2 separate regions of the Mus musculus genome follow, and region 1 is linked to region 2. Evidence: chromatin contacts called from public promoter capture Hi-C data. All regions are on one chromosome and are shown on one strand. The core of a region is the stretch at or near the end of the contact, and the rest is flanking DNA. Distances in the headings are between cores, read along the strand shown.

The links. Promoter capture Hi-C pulls out the DNA fragments that hold promoters and counts their contacts.
Region 1: a contact with region 2 is called in a promoter capture Hi-C map of pre-B cells, with 2.5 times the contacts expected there. The contact joins the promoter of Pik3cg here to the promoter of Bcap29 in region 2. A contact is called at or near these places in 2 of 39 promoter capture datasets (frontonasal cranial neural crest and pre-B cells), 1 of 484 Hi-C or Micro-C datasets (B cells) and 2 of 115 datasets of contacts at active chromatin or transcription factors (CD8 T cells and effector CD8 T cells).

Annotation. Positions count from the first base shown.
Region 1 is chr12:32,205,981-32,211,493 of GRCm38.p6, reverse strand. It overlaps Pik3cg (phosphatidylinositol-4,5-bisphosphate 3-kinase catalytic subunit gamma), which reads left to right and starts at 2,835. Exons shown (of 11, transcript NM_001146200.2): 1 at 2,835-2,976; 2 at 5,496-5,513. The coding sequence starts at 5,508.
Region 2 is chr12:31,631,737-31,637,095 of GRCm38.p6, reverse strand. Bcap29 (B cell receptor associated protein 29) reads left to right here and starts at 2,438. Exons shown (of 8, transcript NM_001164090.1): 1 at 2,438-2,491; 2 at 2,716-2,833. The coding sequence starts at 2,742.

The DNA of each region.
Region 1 (5,513 bases), core at 1,586-4,085, 570 kb before region 2:
CCCAGGGGACGGCTCCTGATGAACTCAAACCATTTGAATAATTCTCCACTCTTCCCATTGATTGGCTGCCGTAGGATGTGCACTTGCCAAAACTCTCACCAGAGCTATGAGGGAACAAAGGAGGCTGCTGGAAAAACTGTTTCTCACTGAAAACAAAACACAAGATGCCATGATGTTTTCTTTCTCTCTCTCCACAATGACTCCAAGCATCACATGGCCGTTAGCACACTCAAAATGTGTAAGATATTGCATACGTATATAATATAGCTAGTAGTTTTGTTCAGTTGAAAATAAACGATTTCTAACAACTTTCTAAAATGGGGGGCGGTTGTGACATTTTGAGCAGATTAGAAAGCTAAGGCAGATGAATTGGCATATATTAGGTCCCCCAAATGAACAAGAGTAAACATATATAACAGAAAAGTCTGTGCCTCTATGGTGCCATGATGGTTGGACTACTGTAGTAGTGACATTGCACAGACCCTTTTCTGCTTCATGATGAAACAGAAAATGCCTATGCATGGTGCTCTGCTTGCCAACAATACTGTGGATAATCTCGGAGGACCAAATGCAAAGAGCATCCCTCAGATGGAACAACTAATTTCTTAATCTGTTTCTCCATGAGCACTGCCTACTCTGTCTTCTGCTTTGAATTGATTCCATCTTGTCATTCCTACGATAGCTATATTCTAAATGTAACCTGATTATTCCATTGAGAATATAGTGCTAGATGCATGAGACTCTCAGAATGGACAAAACAGCAGCACGCTATCACTACCATAAGTGACGTAGCCTGGAGATCGGCTGACCCCAAATTTCTGGGGATAAAATTTCCTTATTAGGAAAATGAGGTTCCATATGGAGAAGTACACACAGAGAAAAGAGGCACCAGGCATGTCTCATTACTTCTGCCTAACAATATTCACTACAAATAGTAAATTTTAGTGGCTGTATGAGCAATTGAAGACGATCATAGGACGTTTAATCTCAAACCACCGGTAAGCCTAAAGTATTTGAAAGTTTAGTCAGAGAATTGACATTTTTTTCACATGAGTGAACTTAGCTGAATAGTCCTTTCAAAAGAAAAAGGACCCAAGAGCCTGAGTCTAGCATTTCTGAAAGCGTGCATATGCATGTGTGTGTAAAGCTGGAAAGCTGAGAATTAGTCAGCTCACAGTCCCCTCAGGTCAGCGTCCCCTCTGAAGAGCCCTACTCACTTCACCTGCTGTCAGGGCCCCCCCAAACACACACACACACACACACACACACACTGAGTGAAGCATAACTTGGTAAGTCTTCCCCCCTAAACAATTCAAGCTACCCTGAGACTTGTAAAGATACCAACCTCTCAAGGAAGTATGCTTACATAGAAATATGCTTTGGAAAGCTGAAATACCCCCTTTACATATCTGAAATTCAGCAGCCTTTGAATCAAGACTTGACCACTGCTATTGACTCTTAAACCACTATTTTAAAGCTAAGACCCAAAGGACTTTATCTTTTATGTACTGTTTTCCTTGTTGCTGTGACAAAGCATCCAACAGAAGCAATTTAAGGCAGAACGGGAGTTATTTTGGTTCCCAATTTGAGGGTACAGTGCATCGTGGCAGGAAAGTCATGCCGGCAGGATCATAGAGCAGCTGCTAACATTGCATCTGCCATCAGGAAGCAGATGAACAGGGCCTGCCGTTCTCTGGCTTTCTCCCATCCAGAACTGCAGCTCCCATGTTTAGAGTGGACCTTTATATACTTCACCTAAGCCAGTCTAGAGACAGGCTTATAGGGATGCACAGAGATTTGTCTCTTAGATTCCAGATCCTGTCACGTTTACAATCTGTACGAACCATCACAAGGACTGTGTGAGAGGAAATAGAACAGGTCAGAGACTCTATCTCAATATCCACGAAGCTCAAAGAAACTCATGAGGCTGTGCTTCGGAGGGCTGTGTGAGGCTCCTCTATCCTTCTTGCTGTTCCAGCTGGAATCCTTGACAGCCTAGTGGGGGAGAATAAGCCCTGGTATAGAGACCCCTGGAACAGGGGACGACTGGCTATGCTTAGGGTTGTAGAAGGAATTGAGGTTACTTGGAAAATATAGGACTGCTTTAAGAAGAATTCAGAGCCTGCCTCCTCCCTGTTCTCCAAGCCTGTGGAAACTGGAAGCCATCTCTCAGTGATTACCTGCCTGGAGCAGGCAGTTTCTAGCTCCCTAATGTCGCCAGGAGAGCAATGTCCTCCTGTTTTGTCTGACTAATTCATTTTCACACACACACACACACACACACACACACACACTCAGCATATCAGCAACAGGCACACACATTGCATGCTGCAGGACTTTCAGTTTGTGATATTTTGAGACTTGAATGGTCTAGAAGGGAGGCAGGGGGAGGTCTCACCAATGTAAGGAAGTGAGTTCCCAGGCTTTGCTCTTGCAAGCATCCAGACTGAGCCCAACAGTCCACAGTTACAACACACACACACACACACACACACACACACACACACTAGGGCTTATTCGAATTCTCAAAGGGAAATAGATTTCACTACAAGCAATCCAATACTGTGGCTACGCAGCCCTTTCTTCTACTTATTGCTAGCTACACACACGCTTCATTTGTTTATGCCTTGGGTATATTTTTGGTTTGTCTGAGTCTCTCACAATCTTTGAAGAGTTAATTCAAAGAGTGAGAGAAATAGTAAGGCAAACACCGTTCTCTGTTCCGCTCTGCTCTGTGTGTGCTTCAGCAGGAAATGCATTTCTGACACTTTTAAAATGAGCAATCACATGTATAATCAACTTGGTTAAAACTTCCTTCCTGGTAACTGCAACACTTCCTCTGCATCTGGATATGAAGGGAGCCCCAGAAAAGAGGAAGAGACGAGGTGCCCCGGGTAGGTCTAGATTCGTTTTTTTTTTTTTTTTCCTAAAGTAAACAAATGATCCTCCTCCGCATCACCTCCAGGGCTGCCTCAGGTACGACTGCTTTCTGTTGTTTGCTCTTTGCTTGGTATGACTTGGAACAGTAACACCTTCCTTCTCAGCTAGAATCTTTTTGTCTGGATCCATTGCCGGTTCAAGCTGAGCCAACCCCCGAGCGTCTGAGTTTCCTTGTCTCGGCGCGCTTAGACTGTGTACATCCACAAAGTTCCGTCCAGCAAGGGCTTGCAGGTGCACTAGTTCTTTCTGTTTTTGTTTGTGCGGAAAGGGGCGGCCACAGAGCCCGTGACGGACAGGCTCCAGAGTCGACCAAGTGCTTGCTTGGGAATTCTGTCCAGACAGTGTTTTTGTAAGAGGACAAAGCTACTTAGTCCCAGCCATGAGGAAACCCAGTGAGTATTTGGTCAGCCTTTTCTCTTCTGTACCTTGTATCGTGCTATATAGCGTGAGTTCCTGCTGTCACTGAGGCAGATAACTGAGTTATATTTGTATGCTTAAATTTGGACATGTTTTATTTTAAGTTCATGTCAGTATCAAAATAGTTTATGGTTCTTTTCTTTGTTGGTTATTCTATACTATACCAAAAGACCAAAGTGAATGCTTTAAGCTACCAAGCAACAGTTGTTTGGGACAGTTGGTTTCATTTATTTACTAAGTATAGCTTCATTATATTTTAAAAGGAGGGAGAATTGACTTTTAAAATAGTTTAACCCAAGAATTGTACATAAGTTGAGATCCAATGTAACTTGTCTTTTATAGCTTTTAATCAAGATCTCCTTTGGGGTATATAATTAACACTCCACTGTTCTTCAGGAAAAACTAATTATGGATCTCATTAACATCAATTAGAGAGTAAATGATATTTTCTGAAATATTTTGTTTCAATATTTGAATGTGGTTTAGAATATAATGTAGTACCAATGTAGCAATGTTAAATATTAAAATCAAAATTTTTATGAATCATTTTTATGGATTATTTTTTAGTTTTGGAACTCTGAGCATTTCAGTCATTAGTTGATGGGTTCATAGTTATGCTTAAATACCTTGTAGAGGGCAAATACCTAAATATAGGTAATATGATGGGAACAAATTTGTAAATTCCTGCTATGGAGATGAAAATATTAGGACATAAGGAAACTGAATTATTGTTTCGGGTCATGGGAGGGCAGGAATCACGTCTTCTACTGTGTCCCCTCTAAAGCAGAGGCAGGCCAAACCAACTGGCTCAGTTAAAATTACCTAAAAGTTCATATTGGTAAAGTCCATGTATGTTAGCACCTCCCCCTGCCCTAATATAGCAGTGATAGCTGGAATGCTCTGCATTCCATGACCAAAATGGTATGTGTGGGGACACGGCTTTGATTACAATCTTCACCAGTTTTACTACACTTGAGTTTTATGAATGGAATGACTAGCTTTCTTATATAGAAAGAAAAAATGAAAAGAAAGAAGACAGGAAGTTGACTAGGGAGACTGGGTTCAGACAGTTTGAAAATAGAGAAGATGAAGCAAGATTGGGTGTCTAGGTTAGAGAAGTGTGAGACTGAACAGAGGAAATGCATCGGCATTGGCTTGTTCTCAAAGTGATGTTCAGGGTCTCACACCGCACCTTAGGGACTCAGCCTTTGCCCTCCACTGTACTGTCTTATGCATCTGTGAGTTTCAGGGTACTTACAAACAGTTGCCATTTTGAGCCAGTAAATGACAGACACTGTGCTAGATGAGGGTTTAACATATTTTTGTGCACATGTGAGGGCGGTATATTGTGTGGTGTGAGCATATGTGTGTGCAGGTGTGCAAGTATACCTGCAGAGGACAGAGGAGACTCTCTCCACCTTATTCCTTTCAGACTGGGTCTCTCACTGAACCTGGAGCTAGGCTGGGAGACAGACAGCAAGCCCCAGTAAGTTTTCTCATCTCTGCTCTCCTCCCAACACAGAGAGAGAGAGAGACAGACAGACAGACAGACAGAGACAGACAGAGACAGAGAGAAAACGTTAGAGACAGACAGACAGAGACAGAAAGAGAGAGAGACCCACCCCTGGGGTTACAGGTCCATGGGGACAATGGTAATGCTTATATGGGAGGTAGGGTATGAACTCTGACCTTATGTTTGTACAGGAAGCACTTTTATCCACTGAGCCATCTCTCCAGGCCCATGGTGCATTAAATGAAAACATCATACACACACACACACACACACACACACACACACACACATACACACACACAAAACTAAAGAAACGGTGTCAGCATGGTTTTTTAAAAAGCTGCGCTGCCTTATTTAACTTTTACCTCCATCTTCTATTTGTAAATAATCAAATTTACATATAAAAATCAGGCTCGGATATTAGGTAGGCTACATCACTCAAACAGTAAGTAGCTGGCAGGGATTCATGTTCTGACCAGCGCTGCTAAAGTCAGCGCTGCCTCCATCTTTCTTGGTCCCTCCAGGCCTTGTGCTCACATCAGCCCACCACACCTTCTCTCTGCCATCATACAGGAATGTGCAGGAAGCAGTGTCTCTTGACAAAGCTCTGTTTCTCCACTCCCAGGTCGCATAGGGCATGGAG
Region 2 (5,359 bases), core at 1,189-3,688:
GAGTTGTCTACAACTGTTTACTTCAGGCTGTTTGAGGCCATGAATCAAGTTTAACATGAGCACTGGGCTGCTATTTTTTTCTTGGTCATATCTGTGCTCTCATTTTTCAGTTTATTCAGTTTTAAAGATGACGGGTTTTTTTTTCCAGTTGAAATGAATACAGAAGTGAGGCCGTCGTTCTGGCATTTACACACTAACTCTGAAGGGAATGTACAATACAGTACAGTAGTCGCTTGACTGGAGTGAGGTGGACTGTGGGAAATGAGCATGGAAAAGCAGATCCCAACCTTCTGTGCTAAGTTCAGCCTGCATTTTTCTTCCAGCTACTTATGACCAGATATCTATGTGATACAGTTTTTAAAAGCACTCACTTAAATGTGGGAGATTTTTTTTCTGGGCGTGGGGGGAGTTGTTTTGTGCTGGGGATTGAACTTAAAGCCTCGTGTGTGCCAGGAAGGCACTACCAATAACTAAGCAAGTAACCCCAACCCTGAAATGTAGTCTATATTCTGTGCTTACTTATTCTTTTAACATGTAATGTTCCCAATATAGTTGTATCCTATAGCAGTGTTTGTGTTAACAGTGACGGCAGTAAGAGCTGAGATGTAACCCCACGTGCAAATTCTTTTCAGAGACCTCTACTTGGGTGAAACAGGAATTCTTGACTGTGCCACCAAGAGAAAAAAGAAAAGTGGCAGGGGTGGGGGAGGAATTTCAGAGGCTTAGTAAGAAGCAGAATTGGAGTTTATTGTTTTCGAGCTGGAGTTTCATGTAGTCACAGAAGCTTCAGAAACACTCTCCAAAACAAGAAAACAAGAAACAAGAAAACGAGAAAACAAGAAAACGTGAGCAAGTGGTGAGGGAGACATTGCCATCCACCTTTGCCCTCCACCACCATATACATGTGCACTCGCAAAGAAGGTTCTAAAGAGCGTACCATAGATTTAAGCACAGACATTTTTTTGTTTTGTTTTTTTGTTTTTTGTTTTTTCGAGACAGGGTTTCTCTGTATAGCCCTGGCTGTCCTGGAACTCACTCTGTAGACCAGGCTGGCCTCGAACTCAGAAATTTGCCTGCCTCTGCCTCCCAAGTGCTGGGATTAAAGGCATGCGCCACCATTCCCGGCGCATAGACATTTCTAATAGACACTTAGCAGAAGGACACTACAAACCCAAATGAACATGGGCTGCTCAAAAGTCATGATTAAATTAAGCATCTGAGCAACTGCACAACAGCCTTACAGGGGATTTTTAACCTTTTGAAGTTACATTCTGAGATTTGCAAATATTCACATATGTTGAAAACCTGGAAGTATTTGGAGTTCCCTTTTAGATTCCTAGTTTTGTTAATAAAAGAATGCCAAAGCTTTTTTTAAAGGGCAATACTATTAATTTGGAATTAAAAACAAACAAAACAAAACAAAAAAAAAAGGTAGCCAAGGGGATGGAGAAGAGGAGGAAAAAGACAAAAGTTACATCTTTAGGCATAAAGGGTCCAATAACACTGCCTTGTTCAGAAATGAAGGTCTACCAGTACTTCCGGGAGGGGGCAGGTATTCAGAAATGAGAAAGCCCATTATCAGCAGAAAGCTTGCTTAGGCTTTTGGCCATCCACTAAAGAAAAACAGAGGCAGGTGTTAGGCTTTTCTGAATTAGAACCCAGAAAACCAAGCAAGCTTACTACTGCCACAGGGCAGAAGGAAGCTCCTTCAAGGAGTGCCATCTTGGGATGTGTAAGTGCTGCGTCGTATTAATGGAATAATTATCCCTCCCACCTCTTTAACACATCTCCAAGTGAATCCTTTTTCCTGGATAGTGAACTCCTGGCCAGCTTAATGGAGACAGTATGTAATGTAGTATGTAATGTTATCGGGATGCCAAGTCTCTACTTGGAGCAGGGATATTACAGGAATTGACCAGAAAGCCTAAGGAGAGGCAGTAGTTAGGTTTTTCTTTCTAGTGTTACCAGGGAAACCAGAGGTGGAATGCAAAGTTAACCAAGCATGAGAGCATCCACCCTCAAAGGTTTCTGGGGCCTATCTAGTTACCTAAGGGAATATGGTTAGGTAAAGGAGTAGACCCAGCAGTTCCCACAAGTTGCCTGGTCTTGCCTATGGGCACGGTAGGACCAGGAAAACAGCATGCAAAACACAAAACGCTCCACAGACCCCCCAGGCCTGGGCCATGACTTAAATTCAGTTTAGCTCCGGGCAGGGAGGCAGGTTACCACCCTAGGGCACCTGGCTGGGTCCCACCATAGACCCGGGCCCTGGCTCCCGTCATCCGGCATCAGCCGCATCGGGGATCAGCCCTCCGGGGATACCGAGCCCACGTGGAGGAGCCTCGGCCGCCTCACGCCGCGCACCAGGAAACAAGGGCCGCGGGAGGCGCGGTCGCGCCAGTGTGACCTCAGCCGGGCCCGGCGCGCTCCCGGCGGCGTGGGACGTGCGCGCGCAGGCGGGCGGCGGGGCACGCGGAGCGATCGGCGGCGGGTAAGCCTGACGGGCGGCGGGCGGCCCCGCTGCTGACCTCGCGTCCGGCGGCTCGGGCCGCGGCGTTCTGCGGCCCGAGCCACCTCGGGACCGGGGAAGAACCTGCGGGGCCGTCCGGCGCACTGCCTCGTCACCCGGAGTTAGGCGAACTCCCGGCAGGCCCCACGCCGCGTGTCTGGCCGTTCACCCATGTTTCTCTAAAATTGAAATCTTTCTCTGTATAGGTGTGAAGAAAAAACAAAACAAAACGATGACAATCCAATGGGCGGCGGTTGCCAGCTTTCTTTATGCTGAAATAGGACTCATTTTACTCTTCTGTCTGCCCTTTATTCCTCCACAGAGGTAGGAAACCGTCAGATCCTTAACAGTACCAAATGTTTGATTAGCTTCTTCAGGCTACGGCGTGCGATGCTCTTTGTAAGGTTAGAAAGTTTTGGGAGGGCCGGCGGGGTGGCTCAGTAGGTAAAGGGCCCTTGCAGCCAAGGGAGAGAATTTCAGTTCGATACCCAGAAACCACCTGGTGGAAGGGGAACCGACTCCACAAAGTTGTCTTCTGACCGCCACACTTCCACCCTGGGACGCCCAGAAACACCCATGCACGCACATAAACACATGATGAATACACATGCATACATACAACAAATGGATAATTAAATAAAAGATGGGAGCCAATTATATAAAAGGTAGTCTTTAAAAATGAAACTCAAATTTGCAATCTGGTAACTATTAAAATTCTACTTTATATAAAGCTTGATTCTGTGTACAAATAGATTTTCACCTCCTTTTTAAAAGAACCTAGGTTTTTTTGGGGGGTGGGTGTCTTGATTACAGGTATAATAAAGCCATGGTTATGCCTTGGACATCTTTCCTGTCTATATATCTATATTCTCTCTCTCCTCTCTCCTTCCTCCCCCTTCATCCTCTTCCCCCACCCCCCACCGCCTCTTCATTTCTCTCCTTCCTCTTCCCCCTCTTCCTCTCTCCCTCCCCTTCCCCTAAACTGCCCTGCATTTGAGCAGAGAAATAAAAGGATGGGTGCAAAACTGTTTACTTGGGACAATAAAATGGACTGGCTCAGGGTCCACGCAGTCTTTCAAAAACTTGAAACTCCTCATCTGCTTGGTTTGCAGCTCTTCTCTGTCCTGGTCTCCACACCATGCCCTTTCCTTCCCTCACAAGAAGCAGTAACTCATACTGTAGGAAGGGATGTACCAAGTTCTTCCCACCAACCATGGGTTCTATAGATCACATGCTTAAGGCCAGAAAGGCTCTGTTCCATAACCTAAGTCACCTAACTGGTCAGTGTCAGACTCCAGATGAGATCCTTAGCTTACAGTCACACAATGCTGTCCCTGTTCTTTCTACCTCAGATTTCAAGCAGACATATTTGGTACTACTTATGACAGTCTCACACATATTCAAGAAGTCATTTTTTTTATGCACAACAGATTTATAAATAAGGCTTAGAGCTTTGATAAAAAGAAGTCATCAGGAGGATTGATAGAGCAGTCTTTTTCTTCTTGCCATTTACAGTTTTGTACCCATCCTGATCTAGTAGCTGTTAGATGAAAGTGTGAATCGGTGCACATGACATATGAATATTGTCATGTAAGAACATGTGGTACACATGTACAGGAATCATCTGTGCCCCTCCATGTGTTTATCCACAGTGTGTATGTCAGTCATAATCTTTCAAAGTCTTCATTTAGTCTGTCTAGTCTTTTCTCCTGTAGTGAAGTGGTTGATGGTTCATGCATGCTCAGAATAACGGCTTTCATTTGACTTCCTGTTGTATGACTCAGAAATTTTTTCCCTTCTCTGGTCAGTTTTCCTGGTAATAGTGGTATAGACTTCATATGATATTGTGGTAATTAGACGAGATGGTGCATGTGTTCCAACCAATAATACATCAACTCAATAAATAATAGTTATTATCTGCTCTTAAATTCAGTCTACTGAAAACTCCTAGATGGCCCTTCTGGGAGGTTCTTATATTCCCTCTTTTATTGACTCTTGAAGAGGTGAACAAATTTACATTTGAACCTACAACAAGCTATTACCATTTATATTCTTTTTTTTTTTAAATGTTTGTAGTGTTAAATTTAAATAGTGCCTATAGAAAATGCTTTGAGTTTGGTCAACAAGGCAAAAAGCACTGATTCACCTGTGTCTGTCTCCTCCCCTTCAGCTGGAGGTTACTACTGATCATTCCTTTCAGAGTGTATTAATAATTTGTCATATCTTAAAGTGACAATTGTCAGTTGTGTTTGTGAAGTGTAGTCACACACTAATCACCTTGATACCTCCTTTTGACCCAATGTATTATGAGTTTAAAATGCTAAGGTGCAGCGTTTGAGACCTTTCCAGTTACAGGACGGATGGCTCAGCCACTTGTAACTCATCGTTTCTGTGGCTTGGCTTGTGCCGCTCACTCTGTCTAGACTGTTCATCTCATTTCCTCTGTGTTCAGACCTTGGCCTAGGTAATGAGTAAATTATATGAGCATTTACATGTGTAAATGTTTATTCGTAAAAGCTTGTTTTTTTTTCATTTTGCATATATGCCATATCTCAGTCATTTTAGATTCCTTTTTGGGTTAAAGAGAGAAATTACTTTTTTTTACATTACTTAGTGTAGATGGGAGAAGCACATCACATAAAAATCAACCTGCAGAAGCCAGACATGGCCGCGCATGCGTCTATCTGCAGCACTTTGCAGGCTGAAGCAAGAGGACTGCAACTTCAGACACAGCTCTGGCAAGTTCCATGCCAGCAGAGGCTGCCCAGCAAGGCACTGTGTCTAATAAACAGAGAATTAGGTGTTCCTAATTGTTAGATCAAAAGACTTCCGACATTTCTGAGACAGTTT